Regions from separate parts of the Mus musculus genome. Here regions 1, 2 and 4 are each linked to region 3. A link is a contact called in public Hi-C and Micro-C data. All regions are on one chromosome and are shown on one strand. The core of a region is the stretch at or near the end of the contact, and the rest is flanking DNA. Distances in the headings are between cores, read along the strand shown.

Evidence for each region. A called contact is a pair of places that touch in the nucleus more often than the background predicts.
Region 1: a contact with region 3 is called in a Hi-C map of muscle stem cells, with 1.9 times the contacts expected there. The contact joins two enhancer-like sites. A contact is called at or near these places in 3 of 484 Hi-C or Micro-C datasets (muscle stem cells, myocytes and nephron progenitors).
Region 2: a Hi-C map of liver shows a contact between it and region 3, with 4 times the contacts expected there. The contact joins two enhancer-like sites. A contact is called at or near these places in 4 of 39 promoter capture datasets (the C10 cell line, cranial neural crest, liver and 1 more), 1 of 484 Hi-C or Micro-C datasets (liver) and 2 of 115 datasets of contacts at active chromatin or transcription factors (fibro-adipogenic progenitors and hepatocytes).
Region 4: a Micro-C map of brown adipocytes shows a contact between it and region 3, with 4 times the contacts expected there. The contact joins two enhancer-like sites. A contact is called at or near these places in 1 of 39 promoter capture datasets (the C10 cell line), 1 of 15 datasets of contacts at CTCF or cohesin (pro-B cells), 6 of 484 Hi-C or Micro-C datasets (the C2C12 cell line, brain, brown adipocytes and 3 more) and 3 of 115 datasets of contacts at active chromatin or transcription factors (effector CD8 T cells, hepatocytes and neural progenitor cells).

Annotation. Positions count from the first base shown.
Region 1 is chr3:52,793,011-52,796,242 of GRCm38.p6, reverse strand. It overlaps Gm30292 (predicted gene, 30292), which reads left to right. Exons shown (of 5, transcript NR_166453.1): 2 at 2,619-2,912. Among named protein-coding and RNA genes, the nearest start is that of Gm30292, 3.2 kb to the left of the region's middle. Within about 2 kb of position 1,827, at least 11 of the 459 cell types and tissues checked have an H3K27ac peak or open chromatin away from gene starts, as enhancers often do. A contact at or near this core is called in muscle stem cells, where this site is marked.
Region 2 is chr3:52,368,658-52,372,185 of GRCm38.p6, reverse strand. No RefSeq gene overlaps it. Among named protein-coding and RNA genes, the nearest start is that of Gm38537, 97 kb to the left of the region's middle. Within about 2 kb of position 2,160, at least 22 of the 459 cell types and tissues checked have an H3K27ac peak or open chromatin away from gene starts, as enhancers often do. A contact at or near this core is called in hepatocytes and liver, where this site is marked.
Region 3 is chr3:52,599,863-52,603,117 of GRCm38.p6, reverse strand. No RefSeq gene overlaps it. Among named protein-coding and RNA genes, the nearest start is that of Gm40047, 21 kb to the right of the region's middle. Within about 2 kb of position 1,622, at least 54 of the 459 cell types and tissues checked have an H3K27ac peak or open chromatin away from gene starts, as enhancers often do. A contact at or near this core is called in brown adipocytes, hepatocytes, liver and 1 more, where this site is marked.
Region 4 is chr3:52,399,499-52,402,611 of GRCm38.p6, reverse strand. No RefSeq gene overlaps it. Among named protein-coding and RNA genes, the nearest start is that of Gm38537, 66 kb to the left of the region's middle. Within about 2 kb of position 1,586, at least 211 of the 459 cell types and tissues checked have an H3K27ac peak or open chromatin away from gene starts, as enhancers often do. A contact at or near this core is called in brown adipocytes, hepatocytes and muscle stem cells, where this site is marked.

The DNA.
Region 1 (3,232 bases), core at 578-3,077, 190 kb before region 3:
GGCCTTGTTGGAGGAGGTGTGTCACTGTGGGCATGGGCTTTAATACCTTTGTCCTAGCTGACTGGAAGCCAGTCTTCTCTTCTTTGCCTTCAGAACAAGATGTAGAACTCTCACGTCCTCTTGTTCCATGCCTGCCTGGATGCTGCCAGGCTCCCACCTTGATGATAACGGATTGAACCTCTGAACCCGTAAGCTAGCCCCAATTAGACTTTGTTCTTGTAAGAGTTGCCTTGGTCCTGGTGTCTGTTCACAGCAGTAAAACCCTACCTAAGATATGTCTTCAAGGAAGAAAAGAGTAGCCATGAGGGCTGGAGCAGAACGTGTACTGGAAAAGCCATAGAGAACAGCTTGGGAATGCCAGCAGCTAGCCCCAGGGTCTTGGAACTCACAGCAGCCTGCTGTTTACCTCAGTGAATGCCTAGATTGAAGCTGCTCAAAGCTTCAAGCTTTTCCATACTCATCTATTCATCTGAAAGCTTTCCAGATAGCAGTCGATATTTTTACCCAGGGTACTCTTCTAAATCCCTACTTTGAAGTAGTTTCATACTACAGATGTGTAAAGTATCATGTGCTTGAAAACTGGGCTAGAGTATTAGTGGTCTGCACAGTGGGGATGTGCACACACTGGTCTAGCACACACGTGCACATGCACTCTCCACCCCCAACCTTACACATAATGAGATAAGTGTCCTCTGTGGCTAACTTAGCAAGATGGGTTTTTTTAATCTCTTAGGTTAGGTTAGCTCAGGAAGGCTATTAGGCCTCAGATGAAATTAATGTTCATTCATAATTCTCATTTTAAACCATCATTAGCAAACATTTGTTTAAAATCAGAATCTTTGTATATGCATCTTCTCGTATAAAGGCTGGTATTAATGAATCCGTGTGGTTTATGGACTCTTTCAACATATCTTAAGAGAAAAGAATAGAGGAAAAATATCAACATGACTGCAATCTACTGACTTGGTAAAAGTTTAGACAAACATCTTCATGATTGAGAAGATATCTGTGAGTTTTATTTTACACACACCTTCCAGTAATTCATATACCGTTTGGTAATGAAAATTCTGTAAGATTCATAATGGAATAAATGACCCAAAGGATGGCTTTAGAGCTAGCTAGAGGATGGATTATTGCTATTTTAAGATCAAATGAAACTTTTATTCTGTAATTTTATCAGTATCAGTCATCACTCCTTTTTTTATTTGTTTATTTATTTTATGCATATGAGTACACTATTGCTGTCTTCAGACACACCAGAAGAGGGCATCTGATCCCATTAGAGATGGTTGTGAGCCACCATGTGGTTGCTGGGAATTGAACTCAGTACCTCTGGAAGAGCAGTCAGTGCTCTTAACCGCTGAGCCATCTCTCCAGTCCCTCAACCATTACTCTTTAAAAGCTGATTGCCAAGATGGGCTGTGTCTTTAAATTTGTCTTGGTTGTGTCCAGGCTCATGAAATACAGCAGACTGACAAGTCAAGAGATTTTTCTTTTCTCTTATATTTTCCAGTGTTTCTAGAAAATAAGGTGACTGGGTAAAATGAAGTTAAAAGTCATTTTCAACCTGAAAGTGCAAGGTTCCAGGACCTGACCTTCAGCTCTTCTCATCTGAATCTGAGAACCATGATACCTGCTTGCATCCATACCTTCTGTGACCCACTGTCTCTTTTTGGGATGGCACGCCTGGTTTGGCTAGAGATGGAAAAGGGGAAAAATAACGATTCCACAAGGAGAGAAAAGTTGTGTGAATCCTAGGTCTAGCAGCTGCTCTCTAATCCAAGGCTGCCACACTCTCCCACTGTCCCTCCCAGGCGATTTACTGAGCCCTGCTATGGCAGCTGCTCTGTGGTCTCAGGCCAGGAAGGAGATCAGAGCTGAAGCTGAGAATACAGCCCAGCCCCTGCAGAGGGTCCTTACTTTGCCACACATTCTAATATCCTTGAAACAGAACACCTAAAAAATTGTTGCTGATGTCCAAAACTCATTTTATTGACTATGAGATAGAGGATTAGAGTACACATCTTGTCTGGAAAACAGCAAGAAAAACTGAAATTATTACTTCTTCTGTTGATGAGAATAATAAAACCCCTTGCTCTGATTCAGAGGCCTCACATCTTCTTTTCATGTGTATAAAGCTAACTTTATGATTTACAAGAAGTGTGTGAAGGTGGATACCGTACTATCTGCCTTGTACTCGCCAGTCCTAGGAAAACGTTCCGAAATCCTAACTGTGGCTTTTGTTGGGTTTGTTATTATCTACATCTCAGGTAGACCTTTGCCTTCTCAAATGGCATATGTTGTGAGGGAATTTTGTTGGCTGTGGGGGCCTTAGCAGTAACAGGGCAGAGGAAGAAAGTCCAGCTGTCACAAGTAGAGGTTAGAGAAATCTTTAGATTAAGACAGTAACTGTTTCTCTCAGCGTCTGGCTATATGCCTATGTGTGTCTGGGGGACAATGATGCTCACAAAGATTAACTATGTCACAAAGTGTCTTGAATTGGAAAACGATACAAAACCTGTCTTCTGGCCTCATAATTCTCAACAGCCCATCCACAGGTTATCCTCAGCAGACCATTGTGCTAACTCCTGTATAACTAACTTTGCTTTCCCTGGAAGGTGCACTACAAACTCACAGACTGGATCCAACCTACCATGCTGCCCAGCATCACCTACATCATTGTGATGATGCAGGAACCCACCAGTGGGACCTTCAGCCACGCAACCACCGAGACTCTCTCTGCAGAGGAGAAATGAGGCCTGCAAAAGGAATCCTCGATTTGTTAGCCCTTGGCATAAAGAAGTTAAGCTCCAGTGTTTTGCTCGGCACAGAACACCTCCCTTGAAAAATCCTCATATTCTGTGACATGTGGTGCATAAGCGTGCTTGTGTCTGTGTGTGCGGGAGATATAGGTATGTAATCTGTATGTGCATGTGCCTATGAGTAGCAGACCGTAAGAGGAACACAGAAGAGCAAAACTAATCTGGGCAGCATTACCAAAGCTTCATGTTGAAAGAAATACTGATTCACTGTTATTCTAGGCAGCACATACAAATTTCAACCAGAAACTGGCAAGATGGTTGTGTTTTTCAGATGAGCAAAGTGCATACTTTCGGGATGATGGAAGAATATTTCAACATTAATTTTTAAAAGTCCTTTTTATTGGTGAAAAAGCACCAGGCTCACCCAGACCGAGCTGGACCACCACTATTTGATCTGGACCAAAAAAGTC
Region 2 (3,528 bases), core at 911-3,410, 230 kb after region 3:
ATGTAAATTATGCCTCAGTGAAACTGTTAAATATAAGAAATTTCTAAAAATTGGAAGTAAAATGAAGAAAAAAAAAAACCACTACATTTTTATTTCTTAGATGAGGGAAATAAGAGAGGCACCCACAGACCATTTCAAGTAACTTTAAAACCCAATGCATTATTGTATATTCTTTAGTGAAACTTTGAAAAGCGTAACCTGTCTTCAGTAAGCACAGCGCTTGTGGTAGTCCTGGTTCACCTGATCTAAGACTCCTGTGTACATTGATAAAACAAAGACGTGGTTATGCTGGTGTGACGGAAAATGAGCAAGCTCAGGCTGGCAAGCCGGCTCAGCAAGCGCAGGTCCTCACCACCAAGACAGATAGATAAGTTACCTGTGGTCAGGCCTTAGGACCCACAGCTGGAACGAGAGAACTGACTCCTAGTACAACTGCCTCCACACACACACACACATTAGACAGACAGACAGACAGACAGACAGACAGATTTTATTTTTTTAAAAAAGGAGCAAAAGACTCAAAGTAGAAGAAGAAAATAAAAATGTAAAGCCAATTAAACTAAATCAAATGCGAATGTCTTGAATTTGAAGAGTATGAACTGATCACGTATTTTATATTAACCACTTTTTTGGGGGCTGGTGAGCTAGTTCAGTGGTTAAGAGCACTGGCTATTCTTGCAGAGGATCCAGTTTGATCCCTAGTACCTATGTGACAGCTCATAACTGTCTATAACTCCTGTTCTGGGGATTTGATGCCTTCTTCTGTCCTCCTTGGGCACAGGCAGGTATATGTGCACATACATACATACATACATACATACATACACACAGGCAAAATGCTTATACATTAAACATGATTTCTCAATAAAAATATCAAAGTAATTAAAAAATTTAAATTTAATTAAGATATAAAAAAATTAACTTATATACATGAATTTTTAAAAATGCTTTAAGAAAGTTTCATCCATTAAAGTTCCTGTGGAATGGCTGTACACGTGTGTTATTCCAGCTGCTACACTGTCAGAAGCAAGGAGACTTAGATTTAAGGCCAAGCACACATGTATATGCAGGCACTAACATACACATGTTAAGTAGATATTTAAAATTTTTGAGATAACATCTTACTTTGGAGTTCTGGCTAGCCTAGATCTTGCTATGTAGACTAGGCTAGCCTCAAACTCACAGAGATCTGCCTGCCTCTGCCTCCAGATTACTGGGGTAAAGGGATGTACTACCATGTCTGGCAGAAATAAATATATCTTTAAAAGAATTTTCCCCCATAGGGTAGATATAGTGATAAAAATAAGAAATACACTTTAAAGAAACAGTATTTTAAAAATTTTAATATACACAAGTGCTTTGCCTGCCTGTATGTATGTACATCACAGGTGTGCCTGGTACCCAGAGAGGTCACAAGAGGGTGTGGGATGCTCTGAACCTGAAGTCACAGATGGTCTGGACATCCTCTGTAAGAGTAGCCAGTGTTCTTACTGCTGAGCCATCTCTCCGGCTCCAAGGTAATAAATACTCTTCAGACCACGCCTGGCATAGAGGATGTTAACTGAGCTGTGATTGTTCCTAAACCCAAGTCTCTTAGGAGAATGAGTTAGAAATGAACCTTACGCCCTTATTCATTAGCAAAAACTCAAAAAAAAAAAAAAAAAAACCACAGTGTTGTAGATAACCTGGCAGGGTCCATCTCTAGCAAACAAGTCTCCATGGATGATCCTGAAACTGCAGTGATGTTTAAAAGAACGTCACAGGTCGGTGGCAACTTCTGGCTGAGGTGGCACAAGTCTATGCTGCTGGCCTGTCACCCTTCAGAGCTGAAGTGTCATCCTGGAAGGAAGGGGCAGTCAGACAGAAGTCAAGTCTTTATCTAGGTCACCATTGGCCAGTCACATCCTCCACCTCCTCTCCTAGAAACAAAGCCGTGCAGGGCTGCTTTGTGGAGGAAGGAACTCTGCAGCTTGGTTTTGGGAACTCCCTAACACTGGACTCAGACGGCCAGGGTTTCCAGACACTGGGCTGTTTCATCCCTAGGGCAATCTGAAAAACAAGGTATTCTTATCCCACTTTGTCAACAAGGAAAGAAAAGTTCCGACTGGCGAAGGCAGTTGCCCACGGTTATGTAACTGTTGAGTGACTAAGCCAAGCTTTAACACCGGGTCCAGATTCAACTGTAAACTTTCAGCACCAGCCTGGGACACAGACTGGCCCAGGGACCACTGCATGCAAAACAGGACAGATTTAGGCCTCACCCAGTCCTTGTGACTTCATCAGCCCTGACCATGGATTCAAAGAGATACACCTAAATTCAGCGTCCTCTCCATTTTAGCTGCCACCTTTCCATGGGCTGAGCCCTGAGGTACTGAGTACCACTTTAGGACCCCAAAAGGCGACTTGGGATATCTTTGGCTTCTAGTGGTCTCTTTCTAGAACAATGTGGCAATTCACCTAAAGTCTGTTTCTTTGGAAAATTAATGAATGAAAGGTCTGCTCTGAGTCAAGCTATGAGATCCAAACTTTCAGAAAACACATGAGCCTCTTTTTACAAACGACATGTCCCATTGGCTTACATTTCATAAAGCCAGAGTCTTAATCTCAAGATCCATTTTGTTAACGAAAATCCAAAATAGCCTCAGGTGTCTGATAGGCCCTAGGGCTGCTAAACTGTGTCGTTGTCGTTTTCAGACAGATTAAACACAAGCGGAGCCAGGTGTCCTCCCCAGCAGCACGGAGCTGCTCCCAAGAACCACGTCTTGTGGTTTCCATTGCTCATAAAGCCCCACTTGAGCTTGTCATACTTTTAAGCCACGGGACTACACTTGCCTAGGTCACAGCTGCCTCATCCCCAGGGTCACCACTTTCTGCAGAGAAGGCCACAGTCACTTATTATGAGTCAGAGGTTCCCCAGATCCGAAACAGCTCAGAAGCAGAGGGAAAGGGACAGCAAACAGACTCAGCGGGGGCTGTCTAGCCGTGACCTAAGAACCAAGCACTTAGCTTTAGAGGAACATTGAAGCCCCGATCTGAGTTGCTTCCCAACAGCTGAGGAAGATTCCAAGATGGCATTTCCATCTGGAGAGACAGGAGCCTGGCTGAGCATCCCATGGTCCCAAGGGCACGCTCAGTAGTCACCGTCACCACGGAGACTTGTTCAAAGAACCCAGAATATGGAGAACTTATATGGAGACCCTGTGGAGCCAATGAACATTTTCCCAAGGAAGTGGGAGTCTGAGCAGGAGTATTCTTCAATGTGGAGATACAGTTTCTTGTTGAAAAAGAAGTCATCCTTCAACAAGAGAGACATGGAACAGAAAGCTAAGCCCAGATTTAGTTCCTCCATGTTCAAGAAGGATGCGCCCCCATGGTATGAGAGTCTTCGGTCTGTTTCCCTGCCCCTGCATTTGAGGCTTCAACATCTACAAAGGACTCCATGTATTCAACCTATCTAGTGTAGGTCTGAAAGTCACTAGGTAGCCCAGGCTTGCCTGGGACTTACAGAAGCCCTCCTACCTCACCCTT
Region 3 (3,255 bases), core at 373-2,872:
CACCAGGTGGCCGGGTCATTCCTGTGGACTCTTCTTGTTGATGCTCTAGGTGCCATGTGCAGAGGGACTGGCCATCCTATTCATCCTGAGGCACCCCCCCCCAAAAAAAGCTTTGTCTCAATTGCAAATGATCTGAGCCAGAAATTTCTCCTCACCAGGAGGATTCTAATGCGTTGCAACACTCCTAACACACCGCAAAGCTGCGTGCATCTCTTCAGATAGATATGGCCGCTGGCAACTTCGCTCTTGACACTTTGATTCTTTTCCCAAGAAAAGAAAGGGACTCCAATTTACTTGGAATAGTTACCCACAGGGAATGGCCACCCGCGGGTGCTTATCGGATAAGATCTCCAAGCGATAGGGAAGTTTAGATTCAATACAGCAAAATGTTCTATGAATCCTGACAAACCCACCAGGAATGGGGTGGGTGATGCATGGTTAGGCTGTTTCCCGTGGATCCGGCTCACAGATTCAGCAAAGGTGGAAAGCACCTGGTCTACTCTAACCATTTTCAGCCCTGACTGCAGAGCTGCTACCTGGAGAGTTTTAGAGGCATGATCTCCTATATCTAGCTCTTAGAACGGCGAGTATAAGATCCTACCATGAGCTGCAGCAGCTCCTCCTCCTCCTGCTCCTCCACCTCCTTTTCTTTTTCTTCCCCTCCTCCTTCTTCCTCTTCTTTTGTTCCTTCGATTATGTGATTTAAACATCAGGAGCTCCCAAGTGTGCCAGGAAGGAGAGTATAACCCTAGCTCAATCCTTCCTATTGTCCCAAACTTGGCTCATCATATGCATGATGCTATCAAAGTGCAGATGATGACTCGAATGGTCAGGGGTGGACTTGGAACTCGTTGGATTTGTTTGTTTGTTTGTTTGTTTGTTTTGTTTTAGTCCCAAATGAAGCAGGTGTTGCTGTTGGTCTCGTGACTGCTCTGGGAGGGACTGAGCCATGTCATCCAGTCCTACAAATAGATGAGTAGATTTCAGGACTGTTTCCCTTTGGTCATTTTACTATAAAGATTAGGGGCCGGCAGGGTAAGGAGATTGGATGGGGTTGGCCTCTGTTCTTAGTCTGATCCTGAGACTTGATTGATATGCAGTCTTGAGCAAAGTACTTCCCTGCTTCCCTTAAATGTAGAACTGGAGAAGAAGCTAACACATGCGCTACATCGTGGTTAGGCCCATCAGATGAATGAGACATGTGGAATGTACTGTGACCTATAAAGCCCTACAAAACATACAAGTTTATTATTACGTTAGACTTTGAAAGATACCAACATTAGCCTTCAAATACTGGTCATTTACATGTGAACACATTTTCATAGTCCTTGATTTCTCCTAAGAAAAATACGCATATATAGGCACACACAAAACAGCTGGTTTTTATCTACTAAGATGTTTTGGGTCTCTCTGTGTATGCATGCATTCACATGTGTAGTGTGTGTGCATTCTTGCCCCATTGCCTGGGGTATAAGGACTTTAACCAAGAGCATTCAAGAATGCAGAGCAAATGTTCGGGAGCAACAGCCAAATTGGTAGCTTTTCTCCTTCCCAACTCCCCACCCGCGCCCAGGAACATGCTCCTAGCCAAAATACGATGGCACAGTGCCCTGGCCAGCTTTACCTCAATGCTCTGTGTGCCTTGGCTAGGCTAAGTACTGAGGCAATGGGTTATGATAGGCCTAGCCAGAGATCGAGTACCATGCCTTCTAGGACCCTAACCTTTGCGGAGGTTTGAGCCTGCAATTCACATAGCCAGGGCCACCAACAACGCTAGCCCTACCATCTGTGAGTATTCATTCCACAACGAAACGAAACCTCTGGCCGAGTCTTGCGCCGCATTTTGGGCACCGCTGCCGAGGTTGCGCAAACACATTTGGCACGGGCCTCGGGGACCAGGCAGTTCTCTGGGTTGAATTGGAGAAACAAAATGTACTTGTCCTACTTCCGAGATGGTGTCTGAGGACTTGGCTCCCTTGGCCCAGGAACTGCCTCCCTGCTGATGTCATTCTGCCACGGAACGGCAAACAGCTCTTCCCCGGGTTCAGCAGTTCAGGAGCAGAAGTAAGAGAAGGTAGGGATCAAAAGGGAACACAAGCAGGCTTGACTCCATCCGGACAGCTTGACCACACACGCACGTTCTTACAGCTGAATCATCTGACAAGAAACGCGTCCTGGCTTTGCATGTAGCAGAAAGGCCAGCTCCAAAACCCTGGGGCAAATTTGACTGGCCACCGAGTTATCTCCCTGCAATGGGGCTTCATGGAGCTCCAGCCGCTGTTCGCTGCTCCATTCGCCCACAGGAGTATCCGATCCCGGAGGCCCAGCAGGACACTTGACACTCAGACTGACTGTTGAAATAATTTCCATGTTGCACTTGTACCCAGCATTCAAATCCCTGCGTAATATCTCAGGCAGCCAGTGATTGCACTTTCTCAGCCAAACTGAGGCGGATCCTGCTGGCCTTTAGAACGTTTCCTAACTCCAGGTTACCTCTGAGCACACAAAGTACCACAGACGGGTCAGGCTCCTGGAAAAGCCATTCTGTAGACACAGCTTTTTTTTTTTCTTCCTTTCCTTGGTTTTAAAAAGCTCGTCTTTTCCATATTTACATTTTTCCACCTGTGAAATCCAGAGTTTTGTAGATGCTCTGTTGAGGTGTGGCCTTAGAGCTGCTATCTCAGGCCACAGAATCCCACTTGAGTTCCATGACAAGAGCAAAGCCACCATGCAAACAGCGTGGGTAGTCACTAGGCGCACGTGTCTATGCCATGTGGGTGCTTACATGAGGAGGTCTTAGGAGACAGAAGAAGCTTTCCTTAAGGACTTGGCCAGCTACCTGGGGACATGTCCTTGGCTGTCCACCAGAATAACTTGGAGGCTCTGAAAAAAAAGCTCCAATATCTGGGCCCTTTACCAATCTGTATGAACTAGACTCCTCTTTGGGAGGAGGCCCCTCCAATGCTGGCTGGAACACAGAATCTATTAGTTACATCTACCTCTCCCCGGTCCACCCCCAACCCCCCAAGGAAAACTAGTTCAGCCCGAGCACTCACGACCCGTGGTTAAGGTCACTCAGATAACTGGAGACCACCCATTTATACTTGTTGCTGCCCAGAGACACTGTTTTATTTAACTCCAGGAAAAATGGAAGCATCTGATGTTGAAGTTGTCCTGTCGGGAAGCCATTTTACAAGTGGTTAAGAGGAAAGGTGCAGGAAGAAGGGACCCTGGGTCTGCTGGTTGAGAGAACGA
Region 4 (3,113 bases), core at 337-2,836, 200 kb after region 3:
TTGGGCTATTACCTGTGATGTCTGGGATGGGCTCTGTTCACATAAGCATCAGATAATCTTCCGACCATCTATCTACCTATTAATCTGCCTATCTATCTATCTATCTATCTATCTATCTATCTATCTATCTATCTATCTGTTGTTCAAGACAGGATTCTCACTATGTAGCTCTGTTTGCCCTGGAACTCACTGTAACATGGAACAGCCAGCCTATCTATCTATCTATCTATCTATCTGTTGTTTAAGACAGGATTCTCACTATATAGCTCTGTTTGCCCTGGAACTCACTGTAACCTAGAACAGCCTCGGAACTCACAGAGACCCCTGCCTCTGTCTCCTGAGTGCTGGGATTAAAGGTGCCACACCTGTGCTTGGCTTTTTCAAAGAGCCTCACTTTTAAAGTTTTGTGAACGTCCAGAAATGAAACTTTAGAAAAACGTTTTGAGGCCAGTAAATTCCAAGGCCATCTTCGATTCTGTCTGGTCCCGAGGACTCATTTCTATGTCCTGGGATATTTATGATTTTGCATCAAACAGGATAACTAAAGTAAAACAGAAATAGAAAAAGTTTCAGTGCCCTGCCTACAGCTTCTAAAAGTTAACTATTTGGCAATGCTTCCCAGTCCTTAAACGCTATTCCCGAGGAGAGCGAACACTTCTAGCACCTCCCTCGCCCATTCTGGCGTTCTGCCCCTCCCAAGCCACCTGGCCCCAGTTCCTGACGCCCACCCAAGTGGTCCTGCCTCAAGGGTCATCCAGCTGAGCTCCCACTGTGCCTGTGAGCCTCTTCCAGGGATGTCCCCACTGAGGCGTGTGAACAAATGCCCTGTACAGACTCCCAGGCACAGGCAGAGCAAAGCAAGACAGCTTTGAGGCATCTGCCAAGGAGGGCGAAGGCCGGCTTTGAAAGCACTTCTCCGAGAGTTTGCCAACTCGTGGGACTTGGCAAGCCCAGACAACAGCGCTAAGGCAGAGAAAGCCCCTGGATCGGCCTCCCAGGAGGGCTCCACGCCCACCCCCACCCCCTTCTCTTTTCACCAGACCCAAGAGATGCAGGCCTGGTGAGGGAGCCGGTGGGCTCAGGCCTGATGAACGGAGGCTACCTCTCAGCGGCCCCATCCCCACCCCATCACGGCTGCCGCCCTCAATCGGGAAGCACGCCTCTCTCCTGCTAGCTAATGGCTGAGAAAAGGGCAGCGGTTTTCCAAGTTTGTGGGGCACGCAGGAGTGGCCAGGCAAGGACTGAGATCAGACAGAGGTGACAGAAGTATGAAAAGGAAGCAGTAAAAATCCGCCAGCCACAGGCGACGCCCTCTCTGCTCTGGGCGACAGTCAGGCCCGTGATTCAGCGCGAATAAAGAGCCCATAGGGGGAGTCTGGTTGGGAGTTGAGTGCGCCAAACTTTGTCATAACTCAGATTCTTCATCTGTGAAAGAGGCATGAAAGACTTGCGCCCTTGGGAGCCACTCGGTAAAGTCTCCTCGTTTAATCAATTCACAAATTGCAAATCTAAATCCTAAATGCCCAATCCACTGGTCTGCAGTAATGGACGAATAAGGACAGGCTGTTTGTTTTCCCTGCCCTGCTCTCCAAGGCCCCAGACTCACAGCGGGCAGGACGTTCTTCCTGTGGCTGCCAGAAAGAGTGCAGAGGGCAGTGTTATTCAAGGTCATTTGCAAGAGGCGAGGACCTACCTGCCACAAAGGGTCCTTGAGAAAATGCAAATGGCCTAGGATTTAAGGCAGGACTCCCACTGGGAAGAGCAACCCGGGGCACCTGGAAAATTTAAAAGTAGAAAAGAAAGCCTGTAGCCTGCAGAGGTAGGTCGGGGGCAGAACTGTCAGCCCTGGATTATTCTAGCCCCATCAACGCTAAAAAAAAAAAAAAAAAAAAATTGAAAATTAAGCACCAGGTCACTCTAGAGGGCAGAGTGAGGATTTAAAGTGTTTCTGGCCTATAGGGAAAGACACACCCTCCAGGTGGCAGAACTACCATACACCCTCAAGGCAGTTAAGAAGGGAACCATTCCAGTCAGGACTCCCAAGAGGGGCTGGGGGCAGAAGTCAGCTCTCTGTCGACCTGCTCTGGGCACCCTTACCTCCCCTGGGTGATTCTGAGTGCAACTGCTGGTTCGTGTCAAAATCTGACCGGAGGCCACGCACAGGTGCAGGAGCACAGGAAGGCATCCTCGGAAGGAAGCCGCCTTGCCTGATTTAGCTAGATTTTTGTTTTTCCTTTGTGGCTTTGAAGTGGCAGTTTCTAGGGAAACCTCGACACCCTCTGAAGGGGTAGGGGGGGTGGTGCGTTGGAAGGTGGGGGGGGGGGGGCGACTAAGGACTGCAGGACATCTCCGAACTGAGGCCACAAGGCTATCAGATAAGCCCAGGCCTGGGGCAAGTTAAGAGCCAATCTGTTGACACTGGAGATGAGAGCAGCACTCCTGTCCTCTGATCTGGCAGCCAGCAGAGTGGCCAGACCAACACACGCCTGACTGATGCCTGAAGATGCCGAGGAAGGGCTGAGGGGACAGAAGACCAAGCAACTGACTTCTCTTAGGAGGCTTCCCAGAGGGCTTCCTGGAAGAGGTGGCTCTTGTGTTTGTTACTGAATGAAGGGTCGGATTTCCATAGCTAGGGAAGGCAGGTAGAGGGGAAAACAGAAGCCCAAACCGACAGTAATAAGAACAAACCCATGGCTAGATTATAGGGTGAGAGGCTTGGGGGAGGGGGGGGGCGAGCATCCCAGCCAGTTTCAAGATGTTGAAAATGAGGACGAGGACAATTCTGAGGGAGAGAAGAGCATTCCTAATTCTGTCTGTACGTTAACTCAGGCCACACTGCAGAGACAGGCAGTGTTTGGAATCCTCTAGAAGACCTGACTGAGTGAGAGAAGAAGCTGAAGCACGGAGTCTGAGCCAGTGGTATGAGGGTAGGGAAAAGGTGACCCAGGTTATAGATCAGACAGGCTGGGCACCGGAAGTAAAACTATGCACCTGTGACAACAAAAAACAAACAGAACTGGCATGGGGAGTAAGGAGGGTGTTGTTGAATTTGGTGAATTTGGGGGAAGAAACAAGTTTGAGCTACAAACTCAGTTCTGGAGAGCGGCTAATGA